2 separate regions of the Gossypium hirsutum genome follow, and region 1 is linked to region 2. A link is a contact called in public Hi-C data. All regions are on one chromosome and are shown on one strand. The core of a region is the stretch at or near the end of the contact, and the rest is flanking DNA. Distances in the headings are between cores, read along the strand shown.

Region 1 (5,156 bases), core at 1,504-4,003, 170 kb before region 2:
AATAACATGTGAAACTGTTTAAGATAAATGAATAAATAAAAGTATATGTATATGAAAAATCAATAAAATATAAAAAGATTAATGTTATAAGATTAAGTATCGAATTAGAAAAGATTAAAATCAAGGGTCCTATCTAAAAAAATAAAAAGGGACGCAGGGCCTATGATAAGGCACACGTGAAAGAACAGGGGTTAAACATGCAGTTATTCCCCAACTCTGAAGATGTATGTCGAATTTCGAAGCACCAGAGAACCGAGGGCTTAATCAAAAACAAAAGAAAATTAAACAGTTAAATCTATGAAAAGATAAAATAATAAAAGGGGCCCGAGGTAAACAAGCCCAAAATTGAAGGGACCATGGGAGCGAATAGCCCATAGGTTCAAAACACACAGGTTCCCCCTAGACTGCGCCGTTTTGGGGCGTGGGGGTGTGTGTGTGAGGGTGGAAAACGGCAGTGTTTTGCATGGCCATTAAAGCCCCAAATTTTTTTATTTTTAACTTCATTTTCTTTCAAAAAAAAGACAGAGAGTCTTCCTACTCTCTCTCTCCCTTCTCTATTTTTCCTCCCTTGCAGATAGGGTTTCGAGACCCATCCTCGCTGCCATCGTCTGACCGCCGCACCACCACCATACTCGGTGGCCGGCAATGCACAAAAATAGGCCATTCGGCCTTGTTCCAAAAGAGTTTGAAGGCCTAGCCTTCTTGAGTCGAAAAGAACCGAAAGAAAGGGCCCTCACCCCTCTTTTAGCCCCGACGATGGAGGAGAGACCTCCCGCGAAGCAACCACAGGCGGTTCCGGTAAGGTTCTTCTCTTCCTTTTCTTTTTATTTTATGGCTACTCTTATTTAATAGATTCGTGTTAAAATAAAAGGAAATATTAGAGAGATGAAAAACGAAATGGAAATAAAGAAAGTAGAATAAGAGATCAACCTTTTGTGTTTTTTCTTTTATTTCCAATGTTCGTTTGATACGATTTTTGTATATTCAAAGGTTCCCCCCTCCCCTCTTTCAGTCCTTCATTTCGGGTTTTATAACCCCTTTTTACATCCTTTTTCTATTATTCTATCCTGTTTTTTTGTCTTGATCTTGCAGGGCATGGAGGTGCTGGTAGTGGAGGAGGAGCATGCAGCGGTAGATGGTGTCAGACGCGTGGACACGCGAAGCCAACGATTGGCGAGTAGCGGCGGTGGGCGTGCGCAGGAGGTGGCAGCAACAACATGCGGCTGGGGTTTCTTTTTGTGTTTGAAAGTTGGTGTAGTTTTGGGTCATTCGGGCCTCTAGGGTTTTTATTAATATTGGGCATTTGGGCTTGTAGTTTTTGGGTTTAAATTGGCTGAAAATGGGCTGCTTTTGTTTTTATTATTTGGGTCTATTTTGCTGGTATGGGCCCGGGCAGATTTTGGGCTTTACAATAATATTGCTAAAGTGATATACCTGTGGATTGTCAAGTCAGTAAAGTTAATAGGCGTTAATTTTTTCACCCATTTTGAGGTGATTCTACAACGCAAAGTTCAAGGCTAAAAGACACGAAATGTTAAATGAACGGCTAAAATGATATATATATATATATATATATATTTTTTTAACATTGGAGAGCCAAATAAATCATTATACATTTTAAATTTGGGGGTTTATTATTATTGTTGTTGTTAATATCTTAATCCAAATCAATAATGTGGCTAATGTAAAGATTTATTTTTTAAAAAGAATTGAAATCATGAGATTAAGCTGATTTTTTTTTTGTAAATGATAAATTATGTTAAAAACAATTATTTTGATTACCATAATTTTAAATGCCATAAAGAATTTTGGGTTTTGGTTTTTATTTTTTAATTCTAGATTAGCAGACATAATTTTTTTGTAAGATTAGTAATTTAGGTTAAGACATAATATTAATGATAATAGCATAATCAAATTATAGGACCCAATCTATTAAATTAAGTATATTATAGGGACTAAAACCGTAAATTGATTATGCTTCTGTTGTTTGGGGTCGAATTAGGGTTTGATGATTAGAATGCAAAAACTAAAAGCTTTAACGAGTAAAAAAGATTGCCAAATTGAAACAAATGTCACTTTATTCCCACACATGGTGCACCCAAACTAAGGTAGACATTCTTTTATGGTGCTTAGATAAAGTCTTGGCAATTTCTTTTGTAAAAGTAAATCACGTAAAACATTCATCCAATATGGTAAAAAGAAAAGAAGAAAAAAAAAAGGGGCTCACCACAAGTACACCATGTTGTATCAACACCGGCTGCTTCTTATTTCCACTAATATTCCCACCTATACGTCCCTCTGGGATTCTTTGCATGCTCAAGTTATATCCATCTTGGGTTTTCACCTGAAAGTAAAAATTATTTAATGAAACAAAATCCATGTTACTATTAAATTACTACCAAAACAAAACGTAGGCTCTTACTTGGTGTTCCTCACATTTGTAACCATGGATAGTGACCGAGGCGGCGCATATCCCATTGACTAGTGGAGTGGCTGCACCTTGGTTTCGGCCAAACCAACCACCACGGCTCGAGCCATAGGCTGGATGAGGCTCCACCACCAAGACCATGAACACAACCAAACTCAACAACCCTGTAGGAGAAAAAGCCATAACTTGCATGCTATGTATATAAAGAGATTGAGAAAGATTATAAAGCAATGGCTATATATAGAAGAAAAAGAAAGAAAGACGAAAGCAGTGGGAATAGGATTTAGCTTTCGAGCTTTGGCTTTAAAACTATTGACAATAAAATCATTTGATGCCATAAGATAAGGGAGCCTTTTCCCATTATATACATTTTCCGTGAGATGGGCATGGGAATGTGGGACCTCAACATATATGCTAAAATTTTAATAAATTGATATTTAGTTTTCGGCTCTAATTTCATAAATTTGCTTTATTTTTATTTTAAGAATTTAATTTCTCTATTTGTTCGGATTTTAAAGTTCAAGTTCATTTGTTAATACTGTTATTTTTTAAATAAAAAATACCCACTTAATAGCAATGCAACTAAAAAAATGACATTGTATAGAACCTCAATTTAACAAAATAACCGTAACTTGATTTTTGAAATTTGAAAAGTGGAGAGACTAAATTCTAAATTTACGAAGAGCACAAATATTTATGGAATATTTTAACTAATCAATCTTACTTTTTATATTTTTTGAAATTTGAAATTTAAGTCGACCCAAACAATAACAACTAAATTTTGCCATAAATCTCTTTGTACGTGTAAGTTGTGGATTTATTATATATTTTTAGAATATTGTAATTGTAGTCCTTACTCAAACGATAATCGTTAAATTTAGTAACCAAAGTGATGTGACTTTTTTATGATTATTATGAGCAGATTACAGGCTTACATGACATTACATATGGTAACATACTAGATGCACAAAGTTTTGAAAATAATATAATTTATTTTTTAAACAATTTAATAACTACCTTTGGACAAAATTAAAAATTAAAAATCTGACAGACTAAATCTATAATTTATACATAATACAAGGGTTAGTAGTAGAAATTGATACTAATACATTGCTTCTTATCATAAACAATACAGGTTAGGATGATGATGGTGGAAACTTTGTCTTGTGCTAAAAGAATATCCTGAAACAGATTGCAGATTGAGACAAAATGGATTATAGCAAGCTATAAGGATTAGCTTTTGTGAATTCGTGGGGTCTCTCTCTCTAGGGAAGGACGTATTTATAAACTTTAAGAAAATTTACTTTTACGGTAATATTGAGGGACCCCGGTTTCAAGTTTGTGTAATTTCTTGGTTCTGTAATGTTTAAGAAATAAGGGTATGATTAATAAATTATATTGATAATCGTAATAATTTTTTATTTAATTTGAAATTTGAAAAAAAATTGAATAAAATCATAAAATAAACATAAGAAAAAAGTTTATTTATCACATACAGAATATATAGTTAGTACAAATTTAAATTAAAACTTGAAAGATGAGTAAAAAATAAGACCTCTTCAAAATAAACAAAAAAAATCATTTTTTTTCTCAAAACAAGACATATGAGTGATAAAAATTACCGATTGAAATTAGCACGATGAGTAAATAATACTCCTACCAAAAGTAGTATTAATGTTTAAAATATTAAACTGATTTTTACTTTTTTTTAAATATATTAGAGAAAATTAAAAAATTTAAATTAATATATTTAATTTTTATCCAAAATTGTTTACAATAATATAAAATATTATATTAATAAAATTTAAAAAAGTGTTTTTCAAAAATTATCTAATGATATAATTTTATTCAACACCTAGGTCCGTTTGTTTGGGGTAAAACATTTTCTGGAAAAACTTTTCCGCCTTTTCCGATGTTTGTTTGGCTGAAAATAGTTTTTCACTGTAAAACATTTTACAAAACACGGGAAAAGGAGTTTTTTTTTGAGAAAATGTCTTACCCTTTTTATTTCAGTAAGACACTTTCCAAAGTTTTTCCTCTTCACATCCCAGCATCAGAACATTCTAAATGCTCTCTTCTTCTCCTTCCCCTTCCCTTCATTGCATCCCCGACCCAGGATTCATTTCTATATAAAAAACAACCAACAGTAGTTTCGTTGACAAAAGGAAAAAAGCCCTAGCCATTTCTAGTCTTTTCAGAAATGAAACTCTCAACCATTTGCTGATTTTTTATCTTCAATTTTTTTGTCTATTTCCCTTCAACAATTTTCCACTTCAAGCGAAATCAGTCGGTTCAAGTTCGATGTAAGATTAAAGTAGGTAGTTTTAATTAATTCCTGCGCTTCAATAGATCTATTAAGTTGGCAATTCGGTTTGTTTGTATATTTTTTTAAATGAAATTTATTTTTTGTGGAATTGATTAGGTGGGATCTTGATCAGGTTCAATTTGTGATGGAGTTAATGATTTTGTGTTTGAATTGAGCCTTTTGATGTGTTTGATTTTATGGGTATTTTATTTTGAACCCCTTCTCTTTATGATTGTCTGTTTTATACTACAATGCTGGAATGGATGTCAGCAAAGATGGGTGATTTGTGGTCACCCTTAATTTTGTAAAATGGATGAAATGGCTAATTCTTTGTTTGGTAGGATTACTTATTTTTATCCTCTCCTTTGCGTTTCTTGATTCATGATGAATAATGTTGTATGCATTGTCTGATTGTATTTTGTT
Region 2 (5,503 bases), core at 2,086-4,585:
GGTTAATCGATTAAGGTTATTAAGATGAGTCAAATTGTATTTAAAAAAAAATAAATTTGGGTATTAGGTATTATTATTTCTTAACTGAAAAATTTGGTTGACAATTTTACTCTAAAAATTTCGGGATTTTTTCATTTTAAAATTTTTGGGAATTTTTTCTTAGTTGAAATCAATCAATTTTAATCTTCAATAATTTCAATCTCTTGCCTTCCATTCCAGAAAGAAGTTAAATACCTTGTTAAAAGTAGGTCCAACCCCTACAAACCGAGCCTACTGGGCCAGACCTAATTTCAACAATTCTAGATTCGCCCAATATCTAGGTGACCTATTATTAAAATACCAATAAATTTAACCCATAATTTTAACTTTAATAAAATATTATTTAATATTTAATAATAAAATAAACTGCAGTCAATTAATTAATATTTTATATTTAATCTCATATTTTAACTACATATATTAACAATAACACCAAAATTATACATCGAAACATAATATTTTACTCACTCCATTAATATACATCAAGATTAGTGAGCCCCAAAGGTAAAAGTGATAACACAAAATTCCATCAATGGATGTCAAACCATAGTAGAGGGTTATAATAATACTATATTGACACAACATCAAAATCACCAAAGAAAACTTCAAAACAAGAAGCAAGAAACCAGACATTAGAATTGTCTTTCCCAAACCCAACAGAACCTGAATGAATGTAGGAACATCTAATCACTTGAAGATCCTCCCTCATCGTCGTCTTCATGCTCCGTCACAACTTTCTCAATAAACTGCCTCCGAATTCCTTCAAGAACAGCTTGCTCACTCCCGCTTTGACCATCATTTAATACAGGATCCGATTTACACAGAACTAAGGCCACACCTATGTTTTCAGAGTGAATAAAAACTATGGTAAATAAAATCGATATCGAACCCCAAACATATACTAAGTCATCTCGTAATGGTGTGACTGCACGAACCAACTTGATTAAGTCTCAGGTTGACAAGAACACAAGATTACGATAGCATACCTTCCGGTGTGCATCTCCGGCCAAAACTATGCAAGCCAACATAATTTGCTTTCACTGCTCCATTGTGATACACCAAGAGAGTCGGAAGATTACGATCTGGATAGTTAGGAATGCATTCGGTAGATATTATCTTGACAAACTTCGTTGCAGGGTATTTAATTGCCAATTCATCCAAACACCGCAGAAGCAGCCCACACTCTGGGGATCTAATAAGATTACCAATAAAGCGAAAAATCAATCAATACAATGAGCATCCATGCCTATTTTTCAACAAGCACAAGCATCTTAAAATTCCTTGGTTCACAAGTCATATAGTTTTTATTCGAAGTACATCAATGACCACAAAAGAAACATCTATATAATATAGAACAGAGAAAAGAAAAATGGTAACTTTCGATTAGATCAAGTGGTACTAAAACGGATATTTATATAATTCACTTCCAATTAGAAGAAGGAAACATCAACTATTGTATTGTACCAAGCAAAAAAAGCCCATTCACGAACTCAGGAAAGAAACAATTGTTACTTAACACACAAAAAGAAACAAATTTGTCACAGTTTTGATGACTAAAACTTGTATAAGAAGCAAGCAATATTTCAAATGTAAAATACCCTTCTTTGTAGAGAAAGACAACCACCCAGACATCTTGAGGAGCTTGTGAAACTTCGCGCACAAAATCAGATCCTGAAATCTGCATCACCGATCCGTATTTTGAAACCTTAGCTGCTTCCTTCATCTCAGCTAGCCTCTTCTTTCTATCAAAAACAACACCAATTTTCCAATAAAATGCACAAACATTGATATCAATGGAAGCCTGTATCAATTGAATTCCGGTGCGAGTGCCGGTTTCGGGTGTATGTCCCACACGGATTTCTTAATGGTATTACTCCAACTTGAGTGTTAGTGTTAGATACAATGTCTCAAATATATTTTAATGTGTATTTGAAGGATCCATAGCTAATAAAAATCCAGTCACAAGGCAAAAGTTCCAACAATTTCGCAATCGTGAATTTGATGCAAAATGAAGAACAAAAAAGATATCACCAGAATTAATCCTAAAGCTATCATGCTTCAACGTGAAACTTCCCTTTCAGCTCATAAATCTAACAAATTTAACCAAATAATCTAAACCAATATTTTAATTCAATAAAAAAAATCACCTCTGAATCCAATTATCAAAATAATAACGTCTAAATCCTAAAACTGAAATCCGCAAAACAAATCCAATTAATTGAAGAAAAAATGTAAATGAAACCTGTATTCTTCAAGGAAGCGATCATCATCGAGATCATCTTCGAGTTCATCAAGTTCATCTTCAGTCTTGGCATCGACCCAAGACTTGTCCTTGGGGGCAGAATCCGGGTCGGGTGCGGGTTCGAAAGGAGGAGGCTTGAAAGCGGGTGGCTTTGGGGGTAAATTACCAAGCTTTCTTTGAATATCGTCCCATTGAGTGGAAGCACCTTCCACGTCTTTGTAAACGAAATGGTAATCCGCCATTGTTTTAAAGCTTTTTTCTCTATGTTTTCCCTTCTCAGATCCTTCTTTCTCTCTTTGGCTCTCTGCTTTTAAAGAACATAAAACGAAAAGGTGATATAATGGGGAAATTCTACAGAAAGCTAAAAAAAGCTTACCATAAGCTTCAAAAAGCAGGAGGCTTTAGATTCAAAAAAAAGAGAGGATAAAGCCTAAAATAAAAGCAAAACCGGGATTTACCGGTTATAGGTAATCAAATAAATTCACTAAAGCTAAAAAAAAAAAACATTTCTTCCCTAAGCCGTCGTTTCCCGTTCCTCGTCCAAACCAATTCCTGTCGGCCTTCCTTCCAACCCATTCCGGTCGACGCCACCGTCGTGTTTGCCGCTCTCCGACACCGGTCGAAGCCCGCTGCATCATCAATGCCGTAGATTTCATTTAAGGCAACGTTTTATGCCATCCCAGGCTTTCATCTTTTTCACTGCGGTTCTAACCGATCCCATTGGACATCGTTGTTGTGTCTTTCGCTTTCCGACGACTAACGAAGCCTAGTGCCGTAGGTTCCGATTGGTGCATTTTAGTCGTTCCTCTTCTTCCCCGTCTCTTTTGACAGCGGGTAATCTGTCAATTCCTTGTCTCTTTTCTTTTTCATTTTGAACTCCCATTTTGACAGTGGTTAAAGAATATATGATCTCTTTAAAACTCACCAAAAAATTGAAAGATAATTTATATTTTCAGATTGCTGTGTTGTTACTTATTAGTGTAATTAAATAAAATTGTTTGGAATGGATGAAATTATGATGGGTTTTCGGTGCTTTGAGCTTACAACTGAAATCAACTTGAGCATTCGATCCGAGCTATGAGATCTTAAATTCGTTCCCGGAGAAACTATAGCTGGTTACCATTCAATTCAACTATTAAGTTTAATACATATTCATCACATGATTTATAATCAGCTTACAAAAGTCTCTTTTGATAACTTAATGAGTTGGGGTTATGACCATGATAGATCCGTGTTGTGACATCATTGACATAGGCTCGGGGTTGCGACTTTAAATGCACAATGTGAAGGTAGATTCCTTCAACTCAACACGCAAAACATTGCATCCCATGTTGATGTTCAATTACACATCTCCATCCTTTAAAAGCTTTAAGCCATATATACAGATGTATCATTCCATAATCAAAACACTCCATTCACCATTTACAACCTTAAAATGGTTCAAACCTAGTTACATGTCATCTATTGCAATGTAAAGTATTGTACAAACATTGTTGGGCCGAAATTTTACGATCATACCTTCACATAGAATAAACAAACCATACACTGAACAATAAAACTTAGTGATTTTTTCATGATTTAAGTCAATATAACAATAACATTAATCAAATAAGTTAACATTTAGCCAAATCACATTCCATTTACGCCAAGAACTTCCATTAACATATAATGCATGGAAATAACAATTTTGTATAACAATTCATTTATCATTTGCATTAGAATTTATCATGTCATACCAGTCAACAATAAGGTACATATATTTTCATTTCATTTCATATCAATTTCTCATTCTTTAACTCATCTTATTCTCGAATCTATTGATTCGCTCTATTACCATATCAACCCTCCAGGCTTGTATAAATTCGTTCGTATGGTCTTTCACATTTTAAGTCATATTTTACATATATCTACATGTGTACCGGTTCATACTATCATTTCAATTCAATATCATTTATCGAGTTCATACTTTATACCCATATTAACCTGACTTGGATCTAGGACGGGTACATGCATTATCCAACCAACATACCAATTTGACATCCAGTAGTGTCTGATCGGAACGTCCAAAGTATATAAATTGTGCCTACCGCTTAAAGGTATAACCAAAGTAAAAGGTGTGTCCAGCACTCATTGGAACGTTTGAAGTAACATGCGTCCAACGCTCATTGACATATAGTCAAAGTATAACCCGTGCACAATCTAACCCTATAGCATACCAACTATGTTCGACTCTGCTTATAGTTAATAGAGTACCGATGATCCAATTTCATTTTATAATCAATTCACATATCAATTCATATTCAATATCATAATCTTTTTTCAATTTATCATCACTCATATATGTCTAATATCATAAAGCATGTTCATTCCATATTCATATATCATATCATGTAGCAATTATATCATACTATTTTTTACTTAATATCATAAAGCATGGCTCATTCCATATTCATATAATCTCATGACAGTTTTCAATTTATTCAATTAATTCCTAATATTTCAAAATTATCTAACAAGCTTAATTAGCTTTACAATTTAGTCTTTATCATGATTAAGCTTATTAACTATCAAATTAAGGTCTAATTCATCAATTTCTCTATAATGATAACTTGCTAAAAACTTAACAATAAAATAAATTGATACACAAGCTAGCTAAATCAAGCTCCCATTATCATAAATCTATAAAAAAATTGATGAAAATAGTTTGATTACCTTGGTAATTTTGGTATGACCGAATGAATGAACAACTTTGAAGTTTTCTCTTCTTTTCTTTCTATGGATGATGGGAAGAAAGATGAGAATCTCACTATATTCCTATTTATATTTAGTTTAAACTTTAATTAAGCTTACTTAATTAGTTTAATTAAGTTATTATTATACTTAATCAACCATTAATTAAACAAAGTGGAAATCAATATTATCAGCCACTAATTCCTGATGGACAATGGTTAAATAACTATTTTGGTTCTTTAGATAATTGCTATCTAGATTCTCAAGCCTTTTTTAAATTAAAACTCAATAGCGATTAGACTTCTACAATTTAGTCTCTAAAATTTAATTAACTAATTTTCTCGGTTAAATTTCTTAATCGAGCTTTAATATATTTTCATAATAACTTAATCTCTGGATTTGGTTTACAAAAACGAGATTCTAAAACTGTATTTTTTGATACCATGAAAAATCAGATCGTTTTACAACGATTGTTTGGGAGTTGGAATCTTT

What was found. Hi-C and Micro-C count contacts between places; a contact is called where the count stands out from the background.
Region 1: a contact with region 2 is called in a Hi-C map of hypocotyl, with 2.1 times the contacts expected there. The contact joins the promoter of LOC107892170 here to the promoter of LOC107892178 in region 2. A contact is called at or near these places in 4 of 34 Hi-C or Micro-C datasets (hypocotyl and leaf).

The regions. Positions count from the first base shown.
Region 1 is chrD09:12,062,316-12,067,471 of Gossypium_hirsutum_v2.1, reverse strand. It overlaps LOC107892170 (triacylglycerol lipase 2), which reads right to left and starts at 2,753. Exons shown (of 9, transcript XM_041101805.1): 1 at 2,437-2,753; 2 at 2,228-2,344. The coding sequence starts at 2,478.
Region 2 is chrD09:11,890,283-11,895,785 of Gossypium_hirsutum_v2.1, reverse strand. It overlaps LOC107892178 (phosducin-like protein 3), which reads right to left and starts at 3,335. Exons shown (of 4, transcript XM_016817187.2): 1 at 2,282-3,335; 2 at 1,638-1,781; 3 at 1,026-1,231; 4 at 478-877. The coding sequence starts at 2,523. The coding sequence ends at 723.